Linked DNA regions of Mus musculus: region 2 is linked to region 1. A link is a contact called in public HiChIP or PLAC-seq data. All regions are on one chromosome and are shown on one strand. Each heading gives the region's core, a stretch centred on a gene start, on an enhancer-like site or on the middle of the called end of the contact. The rest is flanking DNA. Distances are from core to core; before and after follow the strand shown. Region 1 overlaps Gm34119 (a long non-coding RNA gene). Region 2 holds the start of Arhgap29 (Rho GTPase activating protein 29).

Region 1 (3,715 bases), core at 902-3,401:
GAAGACAGAAAACACATAACATTCACAAACAGCTTTGCAGATTCCATTTTGTACAAAACAAAGAACATCCATAATTGAAGAGGTGGGGATGAAGATGGCGATCTGCTTCTGAACAGCGGGAGGACAGAGGTAAATGTCTGATGATTTTCTTGGAGAGCATGCACAGAAAGGCCTCCACGATCATGAACCCTGGGCAAAATCCGTCTGTCTTTTGTGTGATTGTTCTCCACTGTCCCTTGGCTATTCATGCTCAAGCAGGGAGACCACAGCTGGTTGATGGTGGGTTCACAAACCTCTAGAATTCTACTTCCTCCTTTGAGGACTAGAAAGGCACACATGCGGTGCACATACATAGATGCAGACAAGATATACACACATAAAATAAAAATAAATAAATCTTTTAAAAGTCAGCTTGTCTTTGGCCCTCTTCAGCTTACGTATTCTCAATCAGGACTCTCAGCTCTTCTCCTCTCTGAACCCCTCTCCTGTTTCCTCCGTTCTCAGATACTTTCCTGGGAGTTTTATTTATTTGTGTTTATAACATTTTACACAAAACAAGTAAATGATTCTTTAAAAATCGTCTTTGCTTGTTTGTTCCACCCCAGAGAATTCATAAAAATACAATGAGCCATGAGATAACAAATTTCTATCGGCCGGGCGGTGGTGACACACGCCTTTAATCCCAGCACTTGGGAGGCAGAGGCAGGCAGATTTCTGAGTTCGAGGCCAGCCTGGTCTACAGAGTGAGTTCCAGGATAGCTAGGGCTACACAGAGAAACCCTGTCTCAAAAACCAAAACAAACAAACAAACAACAAACAAACAAACAAAAATCTATCCTTATGATTCAGAACCCGTGAAGTGAACTTGGTGTGGCAATTCCTATCTGTCATCCCTGCCTGCATTTGGAAGGCAGAAGTCAAAAGACCATAAACAAGTTTGAGGCTATCCTGGACTATAGTGCGTTCTAGAGGAGCCTGGTCTACCAGAGAGAACCTCTCTTAGAAAACCAAAACCAAACAACAGCAGCAAAAACAAAACAAAACAAAAAAACAAGAAAAACAAATACATTGCCATTTGTGACAAGAATAAAAATCTAAGGAAACAGAAAAGTAGAATTGGCACCCATATTTAATCTCATGAAACCCAACTCATAACACTAAGTTGATGGAAACAAAACAAATACAGCATTAAAAAAAAAACCTTCGAAAATAATAATAAAGCACAAACACAGGGCTTCTGAAACTCAGCCACGCCACATCCTCTGCTCCCATTTGGATGTGACACACTGTTTTAAATGGCATTGGGTGGAGGCCCAGCAGGAAGGAAGCATCGGATATTGCTGGAACATATCTTTGTTTGAGCAACAGCTAAATGAGAAAGGTCACCATTATGCTTTGCTTTCAAACCCTGGGTCTGTTTTGAAATTAGCTCTGAACATTTCACCACAGATGCTGATTTATAATCACTGAAGCTCATAATCCCAAAGCATTCATCGTTTTCCCCCTCCCTCCCCAGCGAGGTGAGGAGGGTACGTTTATTTCCTTGCCACTGTTTGGATCACAATATGTCAGGAGAAGGTAAAATGCCCTTCATTTATGAACTTCAGAATTCCCGGTTATACAAAATTGCAACAGTTAAGTTTAAAGGACATCTAGCTTTCTAATTTCCTCTGTAATTGGGGGAGGACGGGGGATGGGGACTTGTTAAACTCATTGCCAGTGTTGGAGATGCAAGGCTCTTTAGCTATTGTTTCTCAACATTTATTGCATTCTTGTGCTGGATCAAGCACAAGGCCCGGAGATCCTAAGCCAGGCTAACTTTCTTTTGTGCAAACCGGCAAGTCCTATAAACTCCAGAAGCCCTCCTCCCAGGAAGGGCCGAGTTCCACCAAGAACAGTAGAAGCAGCTCTAGCACACATTCCTGGCACAATTTGGGAAGGGAGAACAGAAATCTAGCAAATCTCTCCGTTTATATTTTTGGTTTTCCCGGTTGGCCCCGCTGCTGTATTCCCATGTCTGGAGCACGTCCCACTGTGCGAACTGGAGCTCTCAGAATAAACGTTGGGAAAGGCTGGGTCCACCCTCCAGGGATAAGAGAGCCAGGGAAGGAGGAGGAGGGGGCAAAGGAAAAGGGAAGGGGACTCTGTCTTCCTGTGTTTGGATGACCTTTCCCTGTGTTTATCTGGAGAGACTGGGCAGCCACACTGTGTTTGGTGTTAGGCTGCCATGCGGCCTAGTTTTATATGGGCAAAGGACTTTTGTCTTCGCTTAGAAGGAGTGGGTTTAGCTCATCGAAAAACAGAGACAACAAAAAAGTTCACTAGGGTAAGGGCCTAAAAAAAGAAATTGTTTTCTTTAAAAATGTTTTTCTAAAATATTTATTAATTTATTTGAATGTGTATGGATGTTTTTCCCTGCATGCTGTGCACATGTCTGATGCCCACAGAAGCCAGAAGAGGGTATGAGATTCCCTGGAGCTGGAGTTACAGATGGTTGTGAGCCACCATTTGGATGCCGGGAATCAAACCTGTGTCCTCTCTAAGAATGATTATCCCTAATGGACTAGCCATACGTTCAGCCACAAGAAATCTTCCTAAAGGTTCACATTAGCTTGTGTCTAGCCGGTCCCCTCCTGTTCACTGAGATGGATCTACCTGTGTGTCTGCCTTCCTGCTAAGGCGCGGCTGAAGAGTGTCTTCCTTGGCCCAGATCTCTCCAGATCCTTTTTAGTTTAGTTAAACCTATTTAACCATTTCTTTATTTAGAAATGGGTCCAGCTACAGAGCTCGGGGTTGACCTTGAACTTAGGACGCTTCTGTCTCAGTCTTCCAGTGTTAAAACTGCAAGTGTGCGCCATCAGCCAAACCTTCAACTTTTAGCATCTATGAATTCCACAAAACACACACATGTACACATGTACATAGCGTGGGCCTATCATATTCATAAACCAATACTTAAAAGAAGAAGAAAAGCTGGAGAAATGGTGTTAGATAAACAATAGAAAATCCTCCTCCAATGGCCTCCTTGTGCCAGATGTGGTGACCGGCCCTAGACCTACATGGAGCCGGCTACACAGGGGGCGTGGACAGGCGGGAAGCAGCTTGCAGCAGATCTTTGTGCTCTTTCTTTAGCTGGCTCTGTGATTTGGACAAGTTATCTTCTTTAGCAAAAAATTTTAATGAAATATTTGATAGAATATTATCCAGGTTTAAGTGGGGAAAACAATTCCAAGACAGGCTAAAACACACATGACTATTGAAGGCATCCTAAATGAGATAAAGCAGTCATAGAAGACACAGACTGTATGGCTGTCCTTCTATCAAGTGGCCAAATTCAACAGATAGAAAACCCAACACTTGCTAAAGGTCAAAGGGTAAAGGAAATGGGGGGGGGTCACTGTTTAAGGGGCAGAGGTTCAGTTCACAGGGGTCCAGTTTACAACAGGAAACGTAATATGTGGAGATGACACCTGCATAACAATGTGAATGTAGCTGATACCCGTGAGCTACACTCTTAAAAGCCAATTATTTTAAATGGCAAGTTAGCAAAAACTTGTATTTTATTATGATTTTTTAAAAATGCTGCAGATAGCCTGGTACACAGCATACTGTGAACACGTAATGAATGCTCATAACACAAAGATCACTCCTCCCCGAACAGCCCCAAGGGTGGAACACCCGCAGCTGTGCGCTTACAGCAGCTGAAATGGGGCTT
Region 2 (3,884 bases), core at 181-2,680, 53 kb before region 1:
AAACTTCCCAAAATATCTGCACTTTAGTTCTTTCTTATAGTTCAAAATTGCATGATTTCAGAAATCTGTTATTTCAGCATAATTTCTGAGTTTGTGAGAATCTATTAAAAGACACTGGGAAAAAAAGCTCACACAGGAATCAAGTGTAAAGGTCTTTAACTACACTTTTAAAAAACACTCTACAAAAACAGAACGGGAGCATGTCGGGAACAGCTTTATCCTTAACAACGTCTAAAGTAAGATATACAACACACATTTCATTCCTGTGCAGTCTGAACCCAGCAGGATAACTAAAAAAGAAAGAAAAAGGAAAAGGAAAAAGAGGGAGAAAAAGCTGCCCTGCCCCCCACGCCTCCAGAATGTCTAGCATTCCTGGCAAGGAGGGCTCGCCTCTGATCAGCCAAAACCACCCAATGCCAAAGCGCACGTTCCCTATGCCTGACTTCATGCATACAGAGGAAAGGAGAGAAACGAAAAAGGCCAGCCAACATCGATAGTGTCAGACAAAAGACTCAACTAACAAGAGATAGTCACAGAGGCCTTAACAGGTAACAATCCTGTCTCCAAAAATTTGTTTGGTGTGTTATCTCTCAAAGGTGAAAAACCGATAAGGAGAGACTGTCATCGGCCACTAGAATTCTACCTTCAAAATTCCAGGTCTTGAGCACATGCATCCATAAATGTTTTAAAATTAAAACCATCAAACCTCCAAACATATTCAAAACAAAATGAGAACACACCAAGACACTGAGAGTGTGCTCAAACAAAAATATTCTCTAAACACAAAACATAGAAGACAACAATATGCACGATGGGACTCCTAAAATACTTTGGGACTGAGCACCCCATCTGGAGCGAGAATTGCTGGCGGGGTTGGCGGGAGCACACTGCTCCAGAGCAAAAAGCACGGATTCTGGGGCAAGGGCGCATAGGATTAAGCCTTGATACTGTCAATTACTACTTTGGGCAGATTTTTCACCTCAGCTTCCCTGTTTGAGAAATGAGTTCAAGGGTCATGGAGCTGTCCTGAGAATTAAAGGAGTTACAAATTGGGAAGTTTCAGTACTCGGTAGGTAAATACGAGCTAACTGGCAGCTTTACTTAGAATACCATCTGCTCACCCCTGCAGGTCCTTAACTCACAGTCCAGTTCCTAAGCTTAGCGAGGACTAAGAGCACCGAGAACTAGCCGCACATTCGGACCCAGACTCGATAGCAACTCAGGGGAACCCCAACTCAGCAGCCTCGGTGGAAACGAGCACCACCGCCCCTCACTCACCGTGGGGCTCCATCCTGTATCCCCCGTGCCGACTTCAGATGAACGCCCACAGCCTGGCGGCGGCGGCTCGTGCCGCCTAGGGCTCAAACTTGCTGCCTCCATCCTCCATGCCGGGCCGAGCCAGCACTGCTGTGAGGCAGCTGGGGCAGAGGTGCTCCGCCCTGGCCCCACCTCTGCCCCGCCCCAGCCCACCCCCTGGGGCTCAGCCCATTGGCTCAAACTCGCAGGGGCGGGGACAGAGCGCAGAGAAGGTAGAGGAGCCCGGGGTGTGGTAGTCTGTCAGCAGCTTCTGGTCTGACAGGGTCTCCTCACAGAAGACATTGCTTAGGAAAAGTCACCTTAGAACTGGATTTGCTAATAGGCATTCTTGGGTGGTGTATTTCCTGGACCACTTTCATCTTCTGTCACCAAATCCCGAAATGATACGAGCTGAAGACGAAGGCTCCACTCAGGTAACATGCAACAAGGCCTACCTAGCCCTAATTCCAAAAGAATTAACTACATCGAAACCAGACAACCATTCAGCCCCTTATAAAGGGCAGAATTTTCCACCAAGGCCCGTGTTTGGTCAACTGCCTTTTCAAACTCACCTCAGGATATATGAAGGAATGGTTTAAAAAGCAGCAGGTCCCTCGAAATACAAGGACTCTTGAATTCAACACAGAAAGCTAAGCTAGAGAAAAACATGGGGAGGGTGCCTGTGGGAACAGTATAGAGACAGAAAAATGGCCACCTGTGGGAGGAAAAGGATCCAGGGCAGTGTGAGGGGAGGTGAAAGAACGGGCAGCAAACCCCAAGAGAGAAACAAGCAAAGAAAGAAGAGAGTAGGACCCAAGGAGACCAGAAAATAAGACAGAAATACTGTAGGCCCAACAAGTGAGGCATTGAATCAGGAGAAATTTCTGAAAAACAGACACTTAAATTTTCCAATTATTACCAGAAAAACAGCCCCCTTAGTGTAACTTGAAAGGATAAATATGGAATTGCTTGGTTACTTTAGCTCTACAGTGGATTTTTAAGATTCATACAAATATATCCCTTCTGCCCTCAAACACAAAATACCAAATTTGCGCTCCAAATATTCAGGAACCTCTCAAAACCAGACTACTTTTAATTGCATTCGGGGAAAAAAAGTAGCAAAGACTTTTAGCATGGAAACTGATGTTTGAACTTTTAAAGCAAGCTACTAAGAGGAAAGGCATCCTCAAGAATAAAGGGGGTGAGAGTACGACTACAGTTAGAAACACACATTTGGGGGGAAATGGTAAGAAGTGGCTGCTTCAAGTGGTTCTTAGCTGCTCACACCCCCATTAAGTTATTTAAAAATATGTCAATTCTCTTTTTATACATCTGCCATTCCATTTAATAAAGAAAACTGAGTTGAAGTTGGTGGCACATTTCTGTAGTCCTACAATTTAGGAGATAGAGGCAGATGGATCAAGATTCCAAAGCCAGTCTCAGCTACCCAATGAGTTCCAGGCCAGCCTAAGGCTACACAAGAGTCTATCTCACTGAGCTCCCAGCCACCACCGATCACTCCCATCCAACTAATATAAAAGAAGATTGTGTTCTGATTAAAATGGATCTGATTATGTCACTTAACAAATAAGATGAACAAGTAACTGATAGAGAGAAAGGGGCATGAGGAGCTGGGAGAGAGACAAAGAAAAGTGTAAGGACAAAGACAATTATGGAGAGGAGGGTGAGGGAAGGACAGAGACAGATAATGAAAGCTGAGAAGGAATCGGAGATAAAAAGCTACAGTAGGAAGACTACTTACAGCTAAGGGAAAAGTGGAGGACACCTCGAGGTAAAAAGTTCTGGGGGAAGTGAAGCCAATTGGCCTCTAAGCAAAGATACGTTGACAACAGAGGCTCCTTGGTCACTTAGCTCCACATTGTTTTTTCAGATTTAGTTGTTTAAAATGCACTCATAAAGACACTACAAGACAATAATGCACCATGAATAGCCCATGAAACCACTGTTACTAAAAACTGAAGGGCACACTCAGGAGAAGAAAGGATTCTGAGGGTCAAGAAGGGACATCAAGAGAACAAAGTATTTGGCTCCATCTGACCACGTGTTTTGTTTTTGCTTTGGTTTTTTTTTTTTTTTTTTTTTTTGGTTTTTTGAGACAGGGTTTCTCTGTGTAGCCCTGGCTGTCCTGGAACTCACTCTGTAGACCAGGCTGGCCTCGAACTCAGAAATCCTCCTGCCACTGCCTCCCGAGTGCTGGGATTAAAGGCGTGCACCACCATGCCTGGCTCCACGTGGTTCTTAACATTTTCTCCAGCAGATCCGACTTTAACCATCCCACCCATATCCAAACAGCCAACTACTGTCCATGGAACCTGACACAGAATAGATCCATGAATATGAGATGCTTGAAGTCTAGTAGGGCTGTTTATGGGAAATTTTGGTCTTACGATCTTAATCCTTCAATTGTCTAAAAACATAATAGCTACCATTCTTCATACAAAAGATGATATTTGCAAATATTCACAAAAATAAGTTCATTTTTAAATTAAAAAGACTCTTATAAATATCTCCTGATCTGTATTTTAAAGTAAGTTTATATGGTACAAATAAACATAACTATGAAAAGT

Evidence for each region. HiChIP or PLAC-seq counts read pairs in DNA pulled down with a chosen protein or histone mark.
Region 2: a contact with region 1 is called in an H3K27ac HiChIP or PLAC-seq map of heart atrium, with 13 read pairs. The contact joins the promoter of Arhgap29 here to the enhancer-like site in region 1. A contact is called at or near these places in 9 of 39 promoter capture datasets (the 3T3-L1 cell line, 3T3-L1-derived adipocytes, the HPC-7 cell line and 4 more), 2 of 15 datasets of contacts at CTCF or cohesin (the NIH/3T3 cell line and liver), 25 of 484 Hi-C or Micro-C datasets (the CH12 cell line, the Patski cell line, brown adipocytes and 15 more), 12 of 115 datasets of contacts at active chromatin or transcription factors (cardiomyocytes, craniofacial prominence, embryonic fibroblasts and 7 more) and 4 of 9 other capture datasets (adipose tissue, embryonic stem cells, liver and 1 more).

What each region holds. Positions count from the first base shown.
Region 1 is chr3:121,913,022-121,916,736 of GRCm38.p6, reverse strand. All of the region lies in intron 1 of Gm34119 (a long non-coding RNA gene), which reads right to left. Among named protein-coding and RNA genes, the nearest start is that of Gm34119, 11 kb to the right of the region's middle. Within about 2 kb of position 2,151, at least 40 of the 459 cell types and tissues checked have an H3K27ac peak or open chromatin away from gene starts, as enhancers often do. A contact at or near this core is called in 3T3-L1-derived adipocytes, adipose tissue, brown adipocytes and 4 more, where this site is marked.
Region 2 is chr3:121,965,352-121,969,235 of GRCm38.p6, reverse strand. It overlaps Arhgap29 (Rho GTPase activating protein 29), which reads right to left and starts at 1,430. Exons shown (of 23, transcript NM_001356524.1): 1 at 1,279-1,430.